Linked DNA regions of Mus musculus: region 2 is linked to region 1. A link is a contact called in public HiChIP or PLAC-seq data. All regions are on one chromosome and are shown on one strand. Each heading gives the region's core, a stretch centred on a gene start, on an enhancer-like site or on the middle of the called end of the contact. The rest is flanking DNA. Distances are from core to core; before and after follow the strand shown. Region 1 holds the start of Parp8 (poly (ADP-ribose) polymerase family, member 8). Region 2 has its middle 15 kb from the start of Gm6416.

The links. HiChIP or PLAC-seq counts read pairs in DNA pulled down with a chosen protein or histone mark.
Region 2: an H3K4me3 HiChIP or PLAC-seq map of bone marrow-derived macrophages shows a contact between it and region 1, with 4 times the contacts expected there. The contact joins the enhancer-like site here to the promoter of Parp8 in region 1. A contact is called at or near these places in 3 of 39 promoter capture datasets (the C10 cell line, neutrophils and pre-B cells), 1 of 15 datasets of contacts at CTCF or cohesin (CD8 T cells), 10 of 484 Hi-C or Micro-C datasets (the N1E-115 cell line, Th1 cells, adipose-derived mesenchymal stem cells and 7 more) and 4 of 115 datasets of contacts at active chromatin or transcription factors (acute myeloid leukemia, bone marrow-derived macrophages, embryonic fibroblasts and 1 more).

What each region holds. Positions count from the first base shown.
Region 1 is chr13:117,023,087-117,030,242 of GRCm38.p6, forward strand. Parp8 (poly (ADP-ribose) polymerase family, member 8) reads right to left here and starts at 2,445. Exons shown (of 27, transcript NM_001081009.2): 1 at 2,279-2,445; 2 at 2,090-2,191; 3 at 1,089-1,143. The coding sequence starts at 2,180.
Region 2 is chr13:117,141,392-117,148,547 of GRCm38.p6, forward strand. It overlaps the pseudogene Gm18945. Among named protein-coding and RNA genes, the nearest start is that of Gm6416, 15 kb to the left of the region's middle. Within about 2 kb of position 2,635, at least 44 of the 459 cell types and tissues checked have an H3K27ac peak or open chromatin away from gene starts, as enhancers often do. A contact at or near this core is called in the N1E-115 cell line, adipose-derived mesenchymal stem cells, bone marrow-derived macrophages and 1 more, where this site is marked.

The DNA of each region.
Region 1 (7,156 bases), core at 1,195-3,694:
AAATAATGTAATTTATTCTCTCCCCCAAAAGGCAATGAAGCTTAATAATTCACTGATACATTCTCAACTAGTCAATCAACGTGAGGCCAATCCTGGGACTTTATTTGGGTATAGGATAACCATTCTAAAATTTTATTATGAGATAAATGACGCAACATAAACTCTAAGTATTTTAAGGGTACACATTTAAAAAGATATTTACAGACCAGAGCTTCTTTGCCATTTCCATATTCATAAATATTTTCATTAGCTAAGAGATATTTTGGAAGGTGGTCAAGCTATTTTGAATGTGGACTCCTAACAACAGCACTAGGGTGAAGAGTCTCCACAGACTAAGTCAGTAGCCCCAGCTCTTTTAAACCAGTTGTCTCTAAAAGCAATTGGATAAAGAAAACCCAAACCACAAAAATGAAGAAAGCAAGGTGTAGAAACTTTTGATGCAAATTCTTCTTCCTCCGTTCAAAATTGCCTTTGAGCTGCATCAAAGCCCTGACAATTGACTACTAAAATATGCATCTCTTCCCCCAAAGGAAAAGCCATCCACGCCAGCTTCATATAACTCTCCAAAATCTTTTCTACAACTAAATGTGAAAACCAAAATAACCACTCCTTTGCGGAGGAAAAAAGAAAAACGCCTGGGGAACTGGGAAGACCACGTGTTTATGTCAACCTTCAGGAAAATGGAAAAAAGAGACACGTTGGCAAAATAAGCACTGGTGGCGATCAAACTATTTTGTGACATCTTTTTATGTCTTTCACATATTTCACTCCATGCTCAATGTACCAATTTTGCACGGTGTCGCCTGTGTCAAATCCAGAACGCCTAAAGAGCAATCTACTACTGAAGCAGAACACTATGTGGAGTTCTGCTCATCCTCTGTTAGCTTAAGAAGAAAAAAAAAACTTCAAACATATTTATTTTCCCTCTTCTATATAAAATCGGGAGACAACTGGCGAGGAATGCAGCTAGATAGCAGTCCCAAGATTAAACAAACAAGCAAAAAAATACCCAAACACGGAAGACACCAGGAACAAAGGAAACACAAGCGTGTGAACAGGAAATGAAGCAACTCTATACACATAAATACCTTTTGGGGCCGCCAACGTAGGTGAAAGTAAAGGTGGAGTCTGAGTATCTGAAATCTGAAACGGAAAGTCGTGTTATAAGCCACCCCATGTGTTGTTTTTAACCCCAATTCTGTCTTGAACCTACACTTTTGTGTGAGCCTAGGAGGCCCGATGGGGAGGGAAGCAAAGGCTGGAGAGCTAGGGGCCGCCAGCAGGGTGGTGCAGGAGGGGATGCGGAGCACCCCGTGGGGTGCAGCGGGAGGCCGCCCCCCGCAACAAGTGCCGGGTGCCATGGCAACAGCGGGAAATTCCCAGCCAAGCAGCCGGAAGCAGCCCCTGGCAGGCTTCGGGCTGCGAAGCCCGAACTGCCCTCGGCCTTGGATGGGGGGGTGGGAGGACGGGGAGCAAAGATGGACGCAAAGCGACCCCCAGGTTGGGCCTGCGTAGCTCGGGAACCCCGGGAATCCATCCATCCCTTCCCCGGGGCGGTGTCCTGCGCGCTCGCCGAGGAGCGGGTGCAGCGGAGGGGGCGGGAGCTCGGCCCAGCGCTGCCTTCTCCCGGGGCCTCGGCGCCTGGCGGGAGCAGCGCAGCGCAGCGCAGCGCAGCCGGTCCCTTCCCGGCCGCCGCCGCTCGGCCGATGGCGCAAAGCCGCCGGGCTCTAGCCCGCCCCGCTCGGCCACGGCTGCCGAAGCCGGGAGGCAAAGCTCGGATGCTCTGGGCACCGCCAATGGCTGGAACCCAGCGCCCGGCCCCTGCACTCTGATCGCGCGGGTCCTGCCCCAGGAGCCGGAGACTGCCCTGGCCTGGTGGGGTTTTTTGGGGGGGAGGGGGGTGGCTCGTGCCCCCCTCCTCTTTGGGTTTCAGCTCACGCCGCTGCAGCTATTTCCAAATGCACCCGGAATGGGGACTTGCCGCCCCACACTCCCAAGCTACACGCGTCGCGGTCAGAAATCTGGGCAATGGGGGTAGACAGAGGGGAGGCTGACTCCTGGTCCCAGGATCCGAGAGGCAAGAACTCACCTGCAAACAGGCAGTCTTTCTCGGCTCTTGACTTCTGGATCACGACGTCGATATCCTTCTGAATTCTCTCTTGCCTTGAACACATCCCCATTAAATAAATCCCTGGAAAAGAAGCAGCCGCTATTTCCACTCCACCCCACCCCCCTCGCACGCTTCCAGCTTTCGTAAATATTCAGTTAAAAATGAAACCTCTGGCCGAGGCAGGGGCTGAAGGCGAAGTGGTTTCGGAAGTGATCCCGGGTGAGAGAGGAGGAGGAGGTGGAGGAGGAGGAGGAGGAGGAGGTCGGCTTTGCATTCCCAGATGTGACCGCCCAGCTGCTGCTCGCCGCTGCTGGATTCCAATTTCCTCCTGTTCTGACAATGGATGGTGATGACACGGAGTCTCACTTTCTCCCTCCCCCCCCACCCCCGCCCGGACTGACGGCCGTAGGAAAACGAGGGGCCCGAAGGGGGCCGGGGACCGCTGGAGAGCGATCGGCAGCTGTGGAGCGGCAGGCGCCGGAGAGGGGCGAGCCCCGCTCCGACTCACGCGCGCACACCCCTCGCGGCCCGCACGCCGGCCTTCCCACACCCGCGCACACTCGCGCCCGCGGGCGGCGGCCGTGCCCAGGCTGCTGCAGCGCCGCCCGCCAGCCGCAGACCCTCCCGCACCCGCCGCGGGTCACCGGGCCCGGCTGCGCGCCGCTGGGGCTTTAATAGTATCCGCCATCCGCGCAGGCTGGATTTCCCCACCCCCGACTGCCACTCGAGCCGGGAGCTGAGTGACAGTGTAGGTAGTGAAGACTCCCTGGAGCTCCCAGCCTCTCCCGCACCACCACCACCACCCCTCCTCTTTCCACCACTTTTATGAATTCGACTCCACTTTCAGAAGGAATTATGAGTCATATGGAAACCCAAGCCGGAGTGGCTGGGAGGAAGAAAGAGGGGGAAAAGAAAAAAAAATCTTTACGAATTAAAAATAAAGTGAACAAGTCTTTCCTTGTAATCACATCAGGCAAAGGGAGAAAGGCTGGAGATCACTCTAGGAGGACTCTCCCATTTCCTTATTGCCTTCTTTTTTGGTGGTGAGGTGATGGGGGTTCTTTTATTGTTTTGCTTTGCTTTTGCTTCTCAGGGTGGTTTGTTTGTTTGTTTGTTTGTCCCAGGTTTGAGAAGCTCTTTTGAAAATGAAGCCCTTTCTAGACTCCAAAGACTCTTGTTCTTCCTTTCCAGCTCTGTTCATAAGAAATTGGCCTGAGGGGACTCCCTAAGTCAGGGATACCTGGCTTGGGTCTTATTCAAAACCTCAGCCTTCTGTGGGCTGAGGCAAGGGAAAGTTTCTCCAGCCCTAATACCTTGCGCAACAAGGAAAACCATACTGTCCGCTCTCTATTGCCCTGCTTTAAGCTTATGATGGTTGGTCCACCTTTTCTGCCGCAAGGAACCTGAACCCGCTCCACCAAGCTCTTTTCTTTAGCATCGTTTCTGAGAAGTGTCCCCCAGGCAGACCATAGGTATATTGTTTTGCATTCTAAGACCAAGCAGTGTCTGGAATATAGGAGGTGTTATCAATCATGTTGTCCGGAACCTTTTAATCTTCCCGATAGGAATAGTGAGTAGGGGAAGCTTTTCCTGTGCTGGCAAGCCTGAGTCAGTACCCTGGAGCCTAGGGGCTGAACAGACACGCCCAGAAGAGTATTAGAATTTCAAACCCTTTTCAAGGCAGAGACTGACTGCTGGAAACACTCAGGCTGGAGGCTTATGGTATATATCCAGCCTTTTAACATCATCTGTATTCTCACGCTTTTCCTCTTGTAATCCTCAGTTTCCGACAGCCTTTAGTGACGGCAGAAGACAGCATACATCCCACAGCAGTTAGGTGGGGCTTTGCAGGGTTAAAGCTCTCCTTTGAGCCTGGCCTTGGACACAGTGATCCTTAACCTAACTACAGAGACAGGTCACTGTGAGACTGGTCTGAGGCCTGTAGCTGCTCAGATCCATATCCCTTGAAGCTTGAGAGCTCTGGGGATCTCATCCACAGAGCACCCAAGGCCTTCGCTTTCCCTTCGCTGCCTTGCTTGAAGAGACTTCACTAAGGGTTAACGTTGTAATAAAGTGAGCCAAATAATCTGATTATATAGCCAGGAAAGAAAAGCACATGTATGAACCAATCCTGGCAGTTCCTCCCTCATACGGGACCATGTGGGCACCAATCGCAGGCCTGAGGATCACTAGGGAAACTAGTCTCCAGCTGATAGTGGGTGGAGAAGGCTTCAAGGTTATCTAGAGTTTACCAAGGCGTGAGGCAGCAAGAGATCCAGTGCTATTTGAAACACTTGAGTCCGAGGCCGTGAGGTTAGGAGTTAAGAGTTACGCTTCACTTTGGTAGCTGGGTTGCTTCTTCCATCCCAGAGGCAAGGAGCAGTGGTGCTTTGCAGTAAAGCTTCCTAAAGCCTCCAGGAGTATTCGGAATGGCACATGGCTAGGATGCGAGTATTTGGGCTGGCTGCTCGGCTGATAATCCTTTGCTTAAGGCAGCCAGACAGCAAGGCAAGGTATTGCAAGCTTAAGAGTTAAGGTATCAACCTATCCTAGTTCTCTAGGTATCGTTAAAAGGGATGGCAACAAAGCCCCTTGCCCATAACATGTATTGAACAGTGTTGCAACAATGCTTAACTCCTGTAAGTGATGCCTATTAGAGAGGTAGGTTCTTCTACCTCTCCATCTACATTGTTCCTTGCAGCCTTTCTCTATAAGGCACGCCAGTTTCAGACAGCTTCTTTATTAGCCGAGTTCCTACGAGGAATTGAAATGGCTCAGAGTCTTCCTGGGTCCCGTTCTGAGCCTGTGAGTGTTGACAGGAGACTTAGTAAGACTGATATGGTCCTCCCTGACAGATGGAACTCTGCCTCACAGAAAATAAGTTTCATCCCAACTACTTCTCCTGGCAGACAAGAACCATTCCATCTTGGACAGCCATCCCCACTGAAGCTAAAGAACACAGCTCCACATTCCTTAGATCTGCTGTAACCACAGCCACAATGACCACTTCTTTTCCTCGGGATGGGTCTTGATGAGGACGTCTGAGCCATTTCAATTCCTCGTAGGAACTTGGCTAATAAAGAAGCTGTCTGAAACTGACGTACCTTATAGAGAAAGGCTGCAAGGAACAATGTAGATAGAGAGGTAGAAGTTCAAATCCCCCTGGCTGCTTTTCTATAGACACCTCAGACAACAAAAGCACTTTCATTTCCTCTTTATCTCTCACTCCTGGATTATTGACTACTTCCTTCTTCTGTAAGGAGCACGGAACTATTGGAGGCTTAACATCTCTTAACTCACGGGACTTGATCATATAGTTGTCTGCCCAAAGGTTTCACTTCTCCTGTATGAGAATCTGAAATAATTTTATAGCACCTTACATACTACTCATGCCACATCAGGCTTTCCTGTGATTTATTCTGTCTGATGTTGTGTTTCTTTTAGACAGGGTCTCTCTATGTAGCCCTGACTGGCCTGGAACTCATTGACTGTGTAGACTAGACTAAGCCACCATGCCCAACTCCTGTGGTTTTTGGTTTTTTTTTGTTGTTGTTGTTGTTGCTTTGTTTTGTTGATGTTTTTGTTTTGTTTTGTTTCCCCTTTAATTTCTTTTTTTATTTTCTTGCTTTGTTTTGTTACTTTCATTTCCCTTTTGGTTTTGTTTTAAAGCTAAACTCACTTTGGCCATGCCCCTTAAGGTGTGAAATGTTTAAATATTTTTAAATATGAAACAGGATGAAACAATTAAAACCAGCACATCCACGTTATGCATCTATTCCGTGTGTGTGTGTGTGTCTGTGTGTGTGTGTGTGTATGTGTGAGTGTGTGTGAGTGTGTGTGTGTATGTGTGTTAATAAACTCTACCGAAAGCACAGTATTGTGGGCTAGGCATAAATGAAATAATTCGCACTTTTGCCTGCATCCGGTGTCTCCTTTCTCCAATAATTAATTTTTATTTTGTGCATCTGTTCTTTGAAGGCCAGAAGGTAGCATTGCCACCCTTGGAGCTGGAGCTCCAGGCTTCTGGGAGTCACCTGGTGTCGGTGCTGGGAGCTGAATTCTGGTCCTCTCAAAGATCAGTACTCACTCCTAAACTGGAAGCCATCTCTCTAGCCCCCTTTCAGCGTGCTTAGTCATCTTTAGAAAGGTCTTTTGCCTCCTTGGATAGGTCTATGCCTAGGTTATAATGCAGGCTAGAATGAAACTCTCAGCCATAGAAGTGCTGGCATTGCAGACAAGCACTACCCTCACCAACCTTCCCTCATCCTTGTTGCTGTTTGGTTTATGGAGTCTGACACCGCATTTACTAAGGAGGTATTCTGTCACTAAATTATAACCCCACTTGTTTGCAATTCTGTAAAATCTCAGTGTTCTTCTCCAATGAAGAAAGGCTCCTGCTCCTTAACAGTTTACAGGAGAGAGGTGAGATAAACCTATACATACAGAAAGACAATTATTTATTTAAAAAAATCTATTCGTCTCTCCTATATACAATCTTTTCTTACCACTCAGTGCAGTGGTTTTCAACCATATCATTTGGATGTATTTGCTACAAGTAACTTGTAATTCCCAGCACAGAGATATCCTCTGGTTCACAACAGTAAGGTCCATGTGTCTGCCACTGTCTGGAAGTTCTGAAGGTAAACTCAGGATGCTGTGGAGCAAGTATCTATCTCTAGGTGCATCGTTCACTGCCTGGCAGTCACAATCTAGCCTTGCCTTTCAGGAGTCTCATGCTGGGTCATTTTGTTCAGGAACCATTTGGTTGTATGGTAGAACTCTAACTGGAACCAGAAAAGACTAGATGGGATTTCTTGGCTCATGGAGTTGGGAAGCATACATGGGAGACTTACCAGATTAAAGAATAAGAGAAACCAGGGCCCTCAGGAATTGGACTAGAAGTTTAATTCGATCAGGACTCGCTCCCTTCTTATTTCTGTTGCTCAATATTATATTCTTTTAAATAACAAGGAATTTTTTTCTCTGCTAACTTCACACCGTACCATTTGAACACAATGGGGCAGGACTGATCTGCCCACTTCAGGT
Region 2 (7,156 bases), core at 1,385-3,884, 120 kb after region 1:
AGTACTGTTTGAATCTCATTTTTCTTTCTTTCTTCTCTTCTCTTTTTCCTGTTCCTGTTCCTGTTCCTGTTCCTCCTCCTCCTCCTCCTCCTCCTCCTCCTCCTCCTCCTCCTCCTCCTCCTCCTCCACCACCACCACCACCACCACCTCCTCCTTTTCCTTTTCCTTCTCCTCCTTCAACATTTTGTGCTTAGTGTGGTGGTTTTATACATGAGCTCTGGAATCTTACTCCATAAGCCCATTGCCTTCAGTACCACATTTTAGCTTCACCACATACAATTTCTGTGACCCCAAAGAAACAAATTCATCTTTAAACACCCCACTCCATTTATCTGGAGAAGAATGTAGCACATGTCTTGAATCCCAGCTCTCGGGAGGAAGAGGCAGCCTCGTCTACAAAGTGAGTTCCAGAACTGTCGAGAACCCTGCCTCCAAAAATAATTGATTAAAAGACATATTGATAACACCTGTTTATGGTCCATACAAAGATTGTGTTGGTGCATGTATACCCAGAAGATGTTCCAACTGGTAATAAGAACACATGCTCCACTATGTTCATAGCAGCCTTATTTATAATAGCCAGAAGCTGGAAAGAACCCAGATGTCCCTCAACAGAGGAATGGATACAGAAAATGTGGTACATTTACACAATGGAGTACTACTCAGCTATTAAAAACAATGACTTTATGAAATTCTTGGGCAAATGGATGTATCTGGGGGATATCATCCTTAGTGTGGTAACCCAATCATAAAAGAAGTTATTGGATATTCACTCACTAATACGTGGATATTAGCCCAGAAACTTAGAATATCCAAGATACAATTTGCAAAACACAAGAAAATCAAGAAGGAAGACCAATGTGTGGATACTTCATTCCTCCTTAGAATAGGGAACAAAATACCCATGAAAGGAGTTACAGAGACAAAGTTTGGAGCTAAGACAAAAGGATGGACCATCCAGAGACTACCCCACCCAGGGGTCCATCCCATAATCAGTCACCAAACGCAGACACTATTGCATATGCCAGCAAGATTTTGCTGAAGGGACCCTGATATAGCTGTCTCGTGTGAGGCTATGCCAGTGCCTGGCAAATACAGAAGTGGATGGTCACGATCATCTATAGGATGGAACACAGGGCCCCCAGTGGAGAAGCTAGAGAAAGCACCCAAGGAGCTGAAGGAGTCTGCAACCCTATAGGTGGAACAACAATATGAACTAACCAGTACCCCCAGAGCTCATGTCTCTAGCTGCATATGTAGCAGAAGATGACCTAGTTGGCCATCATTGGGAAGAGAGGCCCCTGGTATTGCAAACTTTATATGCCCCAGTACAGGGGAACGCCAGAGCCAAGAAGTGGGAGTGGGTGAGTAGGGGAGCAGGGCAGGGGGAGGGTATAGGGAACTTTCAGGATAGCATTTGAAATGTAAATAAAGAAAATATCTAATAAAAATTATAAAGAGAAAAAAATAAAATAAAATGTTTACAAAAGTGAGTGGAATTTAGTAAAAATTAAATAGTTCTGAAATTTTATATGGCCATCAAGCCCTGCTTTTATCCCTTATTATCCCTTATTCCTTCTACGCAATACTTGTTCAGCACTCACTGAGAAGAGAAAGTCTGAATTGGAATGCAACAAGACTGTGCACTGACATTTTTTGCTTGGGGATGGGAGGTAGACCTGGTTCTGTAACAGTGGCAGAGAGCAGCAGCAACATCACTAGTTTCCAGAGAAGGGTTTAAGATCGGTGGTACTGATGCTAGTGCCCCTCAGCTGATGACCATTGCAACAGGAGACTGTAGATACAGAATGAACAGCTTATGGTATCAGTTATTATACGGACAGGTGGCTGTTGGAACAGATCTTCTAATTGAGAGAACAAACAGTAGTTACTTGCCTTTGTTCTCTAAGTATTTCCTGCTAGAGGGAATTTACAATGATCATTCTTTGTTGGTCACATCTGCTGAATAAAACCCTGCTGGCATTTTATAGGAACTCCTTGTACCATGACTTTATAATAACGGCAGACAAGAATTTTGTGAAGAATTTGATGACACATTCATAAAACACCAGAGTTAATATTAACGGGAGATTAGTTTGGCATTACCAGTTATTTCTGAAGAAGTAGTTGGACCTGTGTCAACGTCAAGATTTGGGCAATGTACCAATCAGGACAACTCAGAACTACTTAAAAATTTAAAATAGGACGAATTTTATTTTGTCCAGGAAAAAAGGGGCATGTCAAGAAGTCTTAAAAATATAACCATGTTCTTGACTCTGGCTGCATAAGACTGGATCACTTTATCTAGAACATCTCTATGAGGATGGGTAGTGGAACAAAAATATGAACAAGAATTCAGAATCTTGGGTCATGCTTAAAAGGCAGAGACTTTTGCTATATGGAGCCTTAACCACATTCATACCGGTTCCTGTGTGTCCTGTGGGACAGCCTGAATCATCACAATGCCAAATAGTGCAAACTACTGCTTGTGTTCCATATTTGTCAGATATGAGCTGCTCTGGAGTCCTTTTTATCCCTTCTAGGAGAGAAACTAACCCGTCATATGAGGATTACTGTGGCTTGATTCATGCTTGGCAGATCTCCTGACTTGATAACATGACGTGTTGTATCAGATGCGCAAGGCTTAGCTTTTCAGTTAAGGGGAAGCGATTCACAACTGAGCTGTTTGCTTCCAGACTTGTCAGACACGGTGAGCCACTCAAGTAGACAGCTTCCAGCAGAATCCTGCAAGCAGCTGGGCCCAAGCTGTGGCGTGATGGGCACAGGCAAGTAGCACCTGTGATTCCAGGGAACCCAGCTTACTGCTGCAGGTAAATTCTTACAGCACTGTAATTATGATCAATAGCAACTTAGAAAAGAGTTTAGTTAATTATTTGATCCTCTAACCCTTGAAAGCACAGGATATCAGGGAGGTTTCCTTGCTTCATTTCAGTCCCAGAATAGCAAAAACTGTTACCTCAACATGTCACTGTTACTATATTTAGAAAAATAAGAGTTTGGGGGCAGGGGTGTTGTTTGTTTTTGTTTTTCAGACATGGTTTCACTGTGGAGTCCTGGATGTCCTAGAACTCCCTCAGTAGCCCAGGCTGGCCTTGAACTCACCTGTGTCTGCCTCCTGACTGCTGGGATTAAAGGCACCACCACTGCCCTGAAAATTAAGTTATTTTTAAATAAGCACATTTTTTTGTCAAAAAAAAAAATGAAGATACCAGACAGTATACATTGTACATGAACCAATGCATTTAGTCCAATAATGTGCAAGTTACAGGCAGAGGTTTATGAAACATAAATTAAAGTTTCATGTAGACCTATTTTACTTTTGAAAACATCACCCAAAATGCAGAGACCTTTTAAAAGAAGAATTCTGTTTGCTGATATGTGCAATTTCTTGACATCCAAGTGGTGAAGATAGAAGCATCATTTTTTTTTTTGTAATTAATACTAAGGTTAAGTCATCTGCCAAGGTAGTCAGATGGTTTTCTGCTTAGTGATTCTAAGCAACTGAAGTTAACCCTACGACGTTATGCCAACAGATACAATTCAGAATGAAAATGCAGGCTGACAGCTACATTAATGATAGGATACCAGGAGAACACATGTATCAAAGCTGAGTGAGAGATTTTACAACACTTTAGTTCTGAGTCTAAATGAAAGTTAAATATCATTAACACAGATAGCTTTTGCATCATGTAAACACTCTGTTAATTGTAAGCACTGTTTGGACATACACATTTCATTTAAATATACATCTTGGGGCAAATAATTTTTGATCTAATTTCATGCAAAAAAGAAAAAGAAAAAAGCCTCAGATTTAAAAATATAAGTGATTTTTTTTATCCACATGCTCAAATTGTTTTAACAAACAATAGGTGATAGGTAAGTTGAAAGGCATTGGTCTTTCTCTTAATTGGTTCTTCTTTCTTTACTGAGTTACTATTGTGTACAGGCATTGTTTCTGATTATTGAGATATGACATATCACATAAGCATATGGATAAAAGAAACATACATGTGGCATACCTACACTTGACACATCCCAACAGGAAACCAGTGTTTTGGGAGGACATGATGAGGCTTCTAAGAAATATGAGGTGGTGATCTTAGGACCACCTGTGAGTGGAACACAACTTCTGTTTCAATCCAATCACGCAGGACCTGAGACAGCATTAGAGAAGCAGGAAACCCCGACTGACCAGGGTCACAAGTCCCTTCCAGTTGTGGCTAGCACTGGGACACCTTGGGCACGAAGTCAGCAGACACCCCCAAGGTCCCTAGAGGACAGCTTCTGAGACAGACCCCTTTTCGGGCTCCAGACATCCAGGCACTTTCCTTGCCAGAGGAGAGGTGTCCGCCCTGCCCAGGAGAGCTTTGCTGGAGCACCTGGGGGAGCCATCTTGGTTCCCAGATCCCTCTGAGACTAGTCTGTGCAGGTGAGAGTGTGGACTACAGAAGCTAACAGCTTCTGTGACAGGCCGAAGCAACACAAATTCTGGGACAGGTCCTGTTTCAGGCCTTCATCTTCTGCCAGGAGGGAGGTCCGAACACCAGATATCTGTGCACCTTCCTTGTAAGCAGAGAGCTTGCCTGCAGAGTGTGCTCTGACCACTGAAACTCAGGAGAGAGCTTTTCTCCTAGGTCTGTTGATAGAGGCTAACAGAATCATGAGAGGAACAATGTCTAACCAGAGAAAACTATAACAACTAACTCCACAGATTATCAGATGGTGAAAGGCAAACGTAAGAATCTTACTAATAGAAACCAAGACCACTCGCCATCATCAGAACGCAGCATTCCCACCTCGCCCAGTCCTGGGCATCCCAACACACCCGAAAAGCTAGACCCGAATTTAAAAGCATATCTCATGATGATAGTAGAGGACATCAAGAAGGACTTTAATAACTCACTTAAAGAAATACAGGAGAACACTGCTAAAGAATTACAAGTCCTTAAAGAAAAACAGGAAAACACATCCAACCAGGTGACTGAAATGAACAAAACCATACTAGACCTAAAAAGGGAAGTGGACACAATAAAGAAAACCCAAAGCGAGGCAAAGCTGGAGATAGAAACCTTAGGAAAGAAATCTGGAACTATAGATGCGAGCATCAGCAACAGAATACAAGAGATAGAAGAGAGAATCTCAGGTGCAGAAGATTCCATAGAGAACATTGGCACAACAATCAAAGACAATGCAAAATGCAAAAAGATCCTAACTCAAAACATCCAGAAAATCCAGGACACAATGAGAAGGCCAAACCTACGGATAATAGGAATAGATGAGAATGAAGATTTTCAACTTAAAGGGCCAGCAAATATCTTCAACAAAATTATAGAAGAAAGCGTCCCAAACTTAAAGAAAGAGATGCCCATGGACATACAAGAAGCCTACAGAACTCCAAATAGACTGGACCAGAAAAGAAATTCCTCCCGACACATAATAATCAGAACAACAAATGCACTAAATAAAGATAGAATATTAAAAGCAGTAAGGGAAAAGGGTCAAGTAACATATAAAGGCAGGCCTATCAGAATTACACCAGACTTTTCACCAGAGACTATGAAAGCCAGAAGATCCTGGACAGATGTTATACAGACACTAAGAGAACACAAATGCCAGCCCAGGTTACTATAGCCAGCCAAACTTTCAATTGCCATAGACAGAGAAACCAAAGTATTCCACAATAAAAACCAAATTCACACAATACCTTTCCACGAATCAAGCCCTTCAAAGGATAATAACAGAAAAAAACCAATACAAGGACAGAAACCATGCCCTAGAAAAAGCAAGAAAGTAATCCTTCAACAAACCTAAAAGAAGACAATCACAAGAACAGAATGCCACTCTAACAGCAAAAATAATAGGAAGCAACAATTACTTTTCCTTAATATCTCTTAATATCAATGGACTTAACTCCCCAATAAAAAGACATAGACTAACAGACTGGCTAAACAAACAGGACCCAACATTCTGCTGCTTACAGGAAACCCATCTCAGGGAAAAAGACAGACACTACCTCAGAGTGAAAGGCTGGAAAACAATTGTAAAGCAAATGGTCTGAAGAAAAAAGCTGGAGTAGCCATTCTAATATTGAATAAAATCGACTTCCAACCCAAAGTTATCAAAAAAGACAAGGAGGGACACTTAGTATTCATCAAAGGTAAAAACCTCCAAGAAGAACTCTCAATTCTGAATATCTATGCTCCAAATGCAAGGGCAGCCACGCTCATTAAAGAAACTTTAGTAAAGCTCAAAGCACACATTACACCTCACACAATAATAGTGGGAGACTTCAGCACACCACTCTCATCAATGGACAAACCGAGGAAACAGAAACTAAACAGGGGCACAGTGAAACTAACAGAAGTTATGAAACACATGGATTTATCAGATATCTACAGAACATTTTATCCTAAAACAAAAGGATATACCTTCCTCTCAGCATGTCATGGTACCTTCTCCAAAATTGACCATATAATTGGTCACAAAACAGGCCTCAACAGATACAAAAAGATTCAAATGGTCCCATGCATCCTATCAGATCACCATGGACTAAAGCTGATCTTCAATAACAACATAAATAATAGAAAGCCAACATTCACGTGGAAACTGAACAACACTCTTCTCAATGATACCTTGGTCAAGGAAGGAATAAAGAAAGAAATTAAAGACTTTTTAGAGTTTAATGAAAATGAAGCCACAACATACCCAAACTTAAGGGACACAATGAAAGCATTTCTAAGAGGCACTCAAAGCTCTGAGTGCCCACCAAAAGAAACTAGAGAGAGCACACACAAGCGGCTTGACAACACACCTAAACACTCTAGAACAAAAGGAAGCAAATTCACCCAAGAGGAGTAGATGGCAGGAAATAATCCAACTCAGGGGTGAAATCAACCAAGTGGAAACAAGAAAAACTATTCAAAGAAACAACCAAATGAGGAGCTGGTTCTTTGAGAAAATCAACAAGACAGATAAACCCTTAGCCAGACTCACTAGAGGGCACAGGGACAGCATCCTAACTAACAAAATCAGAAATGAAAAGGGAGACATAACAACAGATCCTGAAGAAATACAAAACACCATCAGATCCTTCTACAAAAGGCTATACTCAACAAAACCAGAAAACTTGGATGAA